2 separate regions of the Mus musculus genome follow, and region 1 is linked to region 2. A link is a contact called in public Hi-C data. All regions are on one chromosome and are shown on one strand. The core of a region is the stretch at or near the end of the contact, and the rest is flanking DNA. Distances in the headings are between cores, read along the strand shown. Region 1 overlaps Creb3l2 (cAMP responsive element binding protein 3-like 2). Region 2 overlaps Dgki (diacylglycerol kinase, iota).

Region 1 (3,093 bases), core at 130-2,629, 140 kb before region 2:
ATTGGCTGTTGGCATCTTAATTTACCAATCCGAACCAACTGGGGACAGTGTCTCTCAATGTCTTACGTGTAGACACTCATGTAGGTAGTTTGGGGGGACCAAAATTAACACTGTAACACAAGCAGCATTAGGCGAAGCCCACTTTACCTACAGCAGGCATAATATATAAACATATTTATTTATGCTATAGCTAACTGGTATGTATATCTTATTCATTACTGTTAGTTGCTGATAGTTGTTCCCTGATTCTGTATTTTTGGTTTGATTTCATTGTATTAAAATGATACAGCAGTCACAACCCAATTGATCTCGTCTCACTAAGAGTCCATGACTTGGCACCTGGAAAGCATCTCTCTAGGTATTCATAAGGATGTAAAAAAAAAAAAAGATTTCATCATTTTCTGAAGGAGGCTGATTCACCTAGAGAGTTGCACACACACACAGAGACACACACACTCACGTGTGTGCATGTGTCTCATGACCCATTTAATTCATTTTCTAGTAAGGTGCACTATGAAATATAAGTGTGTATACCAGGCAGGGTATGGGGTGACTCTCCTGCCCCATAACTGGGATCTCTCAGTGTATTCTTTTTCCTGATTTCTGATTCCAATGGGAAATTAATTTCTTGACTATTCAAAGGCTTACCTACACTAGCTGTATATCTTTCTCACTTAATATCGCTCCCTTTCTATGTTGGAAATGAAGGGTATATAAGAAAACAAAATTAAGCCAAATATAAAGATAACACACTAAGCCACTAATGTATTTTCCAGTTCCTGCAAGATATTGTCTTATTCTCTTAAAGCTTTTGAATGCTCTTCCCAGGTTTTTGTTTGTTTGTTTTCTATGTGCTGTGTGGGATACAGGGTGATGTTTTATTTGGGCCCAGGCTGTAGCTCCCCTTGACTGCTCTTTTGCCAGGATATATATGAAGATAAGCCACTAAGTTTATTTTTACACTTCACCTTAGGACAAGAATATACATTTTCAATCAAGCTGGACACTCCAGTTTAACAAGTTTTGAAAAATCCTTTGGCCCAGATAAAAATGTATGTTAAGAATGTTTCTCCCTCTAAATTAAGACCTTGATCCCAGAAGCCCAAGAATTCATTAAGCCATAATTGGCCTTGCTCACAAGATTCAAAATACAATAGCAATGAGCAGGGCGTATGGAGTTTTGGAGACGCCACTGGGCTTTTTATAGATGTTTTTGTAGCTCTAGTTTTTGTTTCCTTGATAGCTTTCCTTACATCAAGTCCTGCAGGCTGGTTGCCTGATTCTTGCCACCCAAGTTTTCAGTCCTGCACTTGATGACAGCTGTCCACTGCCATCACAGAATGTCCTGCATCACCTCAAAATAATGTATCCATTCTGAGGCCTTCCCGAGAAAGAGGCTCTCTTCATCCGCCAGCCACTGAAGAAACAGTGGCGCCTTTCAGAGATGCATTTGCTCTAGCAAACCAGATTTCCCCAGGCAGAGTGATTCTTCCATGATCCTGTTAGCTGATGTGGTTTCAGAAGCTAGCTTTGCTTAGCTGCTGAAGCACACAACTTAAGGAACTTGGTTGGAGGCACAGAGTTGTCATGGTGAGGTCTAAACCTGGGCTCCTCCGTATTCACAGCCAGTCTTCTCATCCTGCCATTCACGCACCCACTAAGCATCACTAAAGCAATCCATCTACTTGGCATCTGAGAGAGGAACAGGTCTCATCTTTTCCATTTATCTAAATAAATCCTGGGTTTGACTTCCTGACACCTCGCGCTGTGCAGGGCTCATCTGAGCCTCTCTATCATTTGCATTGTTTTCAATACACCTATAGACGTTCCACAAGGGATTTATTTTCCTTCATTGTTTATGAGTGTTTTGAAGTTAGCATAAAAAGTAAATGGGTTCCATAGTGGCATTTCCATACACACCTCATTGTACTTGTTTCTTACTTGTTCTCTTCAACCAGTCTCTCTTCTGCTTTCCAGTCACCTGTATTCATTACACTCTCTCACCTCTCATGGTCCCCTTTTTACTTTCATCACACACATACATACACACAGGTATGTGTGTGTATATGTATATATATATATATATATATATATATATATATATATACATACATATATACATATACACACATACATACATGTATCACACAGACACACATATATATATACATACACTCATATACACATATGCACATATGTACACTAACACATATACATACCCATATGCAGATACACATACATACATACACACACACACACATATATATATATACACACATGTACACAGGTATACCCAGATACATACATATGCTGATATACACACAGATATATACATATATGCATATGTGCACATATTCACACAGGTACACACATATATACATATACACATAGGTACAAAATGCACATGCATAAATGTGTATATACATATCTACCCATATACATAGGTACACATATGCACACACACACACACACACATACACACACACACACACACACACACACATATATATATATATATACATACATATACACATGTATCTACACAGACACACATGTACATGTACCCATATGTGTGCACATAGGTACATACATGTTCATGTGTATACATGTACAAACAGGTACACATGTACATACAAGTACACATATACACAAATATACATCTGTACCAACATGTATCCACATACATATATGCACACATCATACATGTATATGCATGTACACACAAGTACACATGAGCATACGATCACATTCATGGATACACACATACAAACATGTATCCCTATGCATATATTTGTGTCATTATTATTAGACATTAGTGGCTACAGACCTCACTGCTATTAGACTGGTTGTTACCATGGCCCTTTATTTTCACCTGGGTCCTGGTACAGTTCTCCCTTCTGTGGTTATTTGTAATAGTGACGTTTTGTGTCTAATGACATGTGCACATGTCATTCCATGGGGCTGTTGTCAATATCACATTAATGTGACTGCAGCACATTTCCAGCAGGAAAAGCAGCAGCAATCTGCATGTCACCAAGCTGTTGCCTTCTGCCAGAATTCCAAACTGAAAGCATGCATTGGGAACTACAGTGT
Region 2 (3,077 bases), core at 276-2,775:
CATGTACCGAGGGGTGACCCCCTTTTGGTAGTTCTTAAAATGATAATGTATTAACCCTTTTCATGGACGAGGAAACTGAGGCAGGGTTTCCCTGTCATTCTCTGTGTTAGAGAATTAGGATTTGGTCCAGAGCCACCTCAAAAGTCTGCCCACCTGTAGCCCTTCTGTAGTACCAGGTAGAGGGATCAGCTTTAACGGCCTCATGACGCACAGAGATAATTTGTGTTTGAGAAAAGTTTACATCTTCGGCCATAGTCTGAGCATGAAGTCACTGACAAGACATAGGTGCTTTCTAGAGCTTTCCCTGATTTGGTATTTGCATGGCTTTTGAACACACATAGAGCAGCTAGGCTCTGTTGGGTCTGGTGGAAGGATGGGGGTGGCCTGAGAAATTTCTAGTTTACATTTCAGGCACGAGGCACCGAGACCGTCTCCCGTTCTGTAGTTTTGAGAAAAAAAATAGAATAACAGTGCTGAACTCCTGGAGACATCTTAACGATTTAATGGGCGACCCGATATACCTGGCGTAGCTGAAATTCTTGCTTGGGGACCAGAGTCTGGAACCACAGGCAGCCAGACTGCCCACCCCTAGAGAGTTTCCTGTGAGTCCGACCTCAATCAGCTTCCAGGAGAAAGAACTGAAGCATGACATCTGGAGTCCGCGCCAGGCAGTGCCGATCGGCTCTCACCTTTTTGACCAGAATCTTGGGAATGCAGTCTAATGTGAGAGACAGAGGAAGCTGCTCTTTCAATCAAAATTAATAAGCCAAGTGTTTTCAATCCCTGAGAATGGGGAGAGCTTTGGCCCAGCTGTGCTGATTTTTAGAGTGTGTGTGTGTGTGTGTGTGTGTGTCTGTGTGTGTGTCTGTGTGTGTCTGTGTGTGTGTGTGTCTGTGTGTGTGTGTCTGTGTGTGTGTGTGTCTGTGTGTGTGTCTGTGTGTGTGTGTGTGTGTGTGTGTGTGTCTGTGTGTGTGTGTCTGTGTGTGTGTGTGTGTGTGTCTGTGTGTGTGTGTCTGTGTGTGTGTGTCTGTGTGTGTGTGTGTCTGTGTCTGTGTGTGTGTGTCTGTGTGTGTGTGTGTGTGTGTGTGTCTGTGTGTGTGTGTATGTGTCTGTGTGTGTGTCTGTGTGTGTGTGTGTGTGTGTGTCTGTGTGTGTGTGTCTGTGTGTGTGTGTGTGTGTGTGGTGCCTGGATTTGCCTGCCATGAAAAGCGGCAATGGGCTTCCTCTTGATCTTTACTCTCAGGTGAGGGTGAGCAAGTAGTGATGTTCTTTGTGGTGGTAAGACAGCTTCCTTTCCCTCCACAACAATGGAAGTTATAGAGCAAAACTGCTGGGAACTACCAGGAACAATTCAACCTGGAGTTGTTCTCCGCAAGAGAGAGACCTCTGTTTCAACCTTCTCTCGACTGCCAGTTTCAGTCTACAAATGGCAAAAATAGAACGGACAGCAGATGGTCACTCTCGTATGCGCTGTTGACAAACAGGAGAGGTAGAAAAGAGGAACTCAGGAGGCATGTGAATAAAAATAGCTGCCTGGAGCCAGTCTGGGAGACAAGAGGCCCTGGGAGGACCCAGCATGCACACTGACAGCACTTTTGATACTGGGCAAAGTCTTTTGTAGCCATTCTCATTGGCCTTCCTGACCATGTTGTGTGTCAGACAGTGGGTTCTGTCTCTCACTGGGGTAAGAGCATGGACTGTATAAGCTGCTCCTGGGAAATAGAGGAGCCAGAGCTGGAGTTCCAGAGGTCCAGGGGTCACCTGCTGGTCCCCCAGGGCCATCCTTTTTTATTCATATGGAGTTTTCAAAGTAGGAGAAAGCTTAGAACTATTTTGTCTGCCTTTTCATTTAGGAATGAATGAGATGAGATCTAGAGGTTCCACGTTCACAGGGTCAAATAGATCCTTGGCCCCAGGTATAAGATGGGTTTTATACAATTAAAACAACAAGAGCAACAACAACAACAAGCCAAACACCGTTGGGGCACATGCCTTGGTAATCTGAAGTGCAGTTGTGAGCAGAAAGAGTTACTGGCGTCTCAGACAGTTTCATAGTGATGTAACAATGTTGTAGACAAAGTGATTTATAAGAGTAACACAGGTATTTTTCACAGTGCTAGGGCTCCAAGCTCCAGTTTCAAGGTGCTAGTGTCTGCTGAGGGTTTGCCTTTTGTAAATGATCTATGTGAGAGGGAAGGAGAGGACTAGGCCTTGCTGAGCTCCCCTTTACAGTAACCCCACTGCCCTGATACCAGATCAGTCACCTGTGAGGCTGCCGTCCGTCCTTGTCCCCTGATTTCTGATTAGAGGCCCCACCTCTCAACACTGTTGCTTGCAACAGGAATTAAGTTTCCAACCTGTGGGCTTTGAGGACATGAACTAGTTGCAGTGCCCTTTCTATTGTAGGGATGTATCTGTGCTGGGGCATGGGGCTGAGGCCGGGCACAAGCTGCTGTAGTTCCTTGCGCCTCTGCTGGTGCTCTGCAAATTGCATTGTGTGTGAAGTGGCTCTGTGTGGTTTTCCCAGTTCATTTAAAATAGATTTGGATGGAAAATATGTCTGAGTGAGGCAGTCAGCTTTCCATTAGGTAGACGAGAGTGTCCATATGTCTACTAATTGCCGTCATTTGGAACAGATCAATCAGACCTGAGGGGTGAGGTGTCTCTGTGGGCTTTTAAAAATAGTTATGGGTAAGAATAATTATTATAAAACCAGACCTGCATGTACTGGTTTGATACCTGATGGGTATTTTCAAAATTACAACAATGAAAAAAGAGATATAATGAAGTCTGACAAACTTCAGGGAGCATATAGCGAATTTAATTTGAAAATGAAAGGACTATTTTTATATTACCCCAAGAGTTGTCCATACAAGACAGAGATGGCTAGTTTGAAGAGCCACAGTAGTACAAGAGGAAATTTACTCTGGCACTCAGAATTTGAAGAGACAATGTAAAATTCATGTTGGTAATTAATGCCCAAAGCTTAACTAAAAATAAATAAATAAATAAATAATAAAAATCCCCACTATATCACTATAAATAAATGCATTTTAATATGGAATTTTATTTTGAAA

The links. A called contact is a pair of places that touch in the nucleus more often than the background predicts.
Region 1: a contact with region 2 is called in a Hi-C map of cortical glia, with 3 times the contacts expected there. The contact joins two enhancer-like sites. A contact is called at or near these places in 10 of 484 Hi-C or Micro-C datasets (the N1E-115 cell line, cerebellar granule neurons, cortical glia and 6 more), 1 of 115 datasets of contacts at active chromatin or transcription factors (fibro-adipogenic progenitors) and 2 of 9 other capture datasets (embryonic stem cells and liver).

The regions. Positions count from the first base shown.
Region 1 is chr6:37,339,132-37,342,224 of GRCm38.p6, reverse strand. The region is part of intron 8 of Creb3l2 (cAMP responsive element binding protein 3-like 2); the gene reads left to right. Among named protein-coding and RNA genes, the nearest start is that of Dgki, 41 kb to the right of the region's middle. Within about 2 kb of position 1,379, at least 8 of the 459 cell types and tissues checked have an H3K27ac peak or open chromatin away from gene starts, as enhancers often do. A contact at or near this core is called in cortical glia, where this site is marked.
Region 2 is chr6:37,195,474-37,198,550 of GRCm38.p6, reverse strand. The region is part of intron 1 of Dgki (diacylglycerol kinase, iota); the gene reads left to right. Among named protein-coding and RNA genes, the nearest start is that of Dgki, 100 kb to the left of the region's middle. Within about 2 kb of position 1,525, at least 18 of the 459 cell types and tissues checked have an H3K27ac peak or open chromatin away from gene starts, as enhancers often do. A contact at or near this core is called in cortical glia, where this site is marked.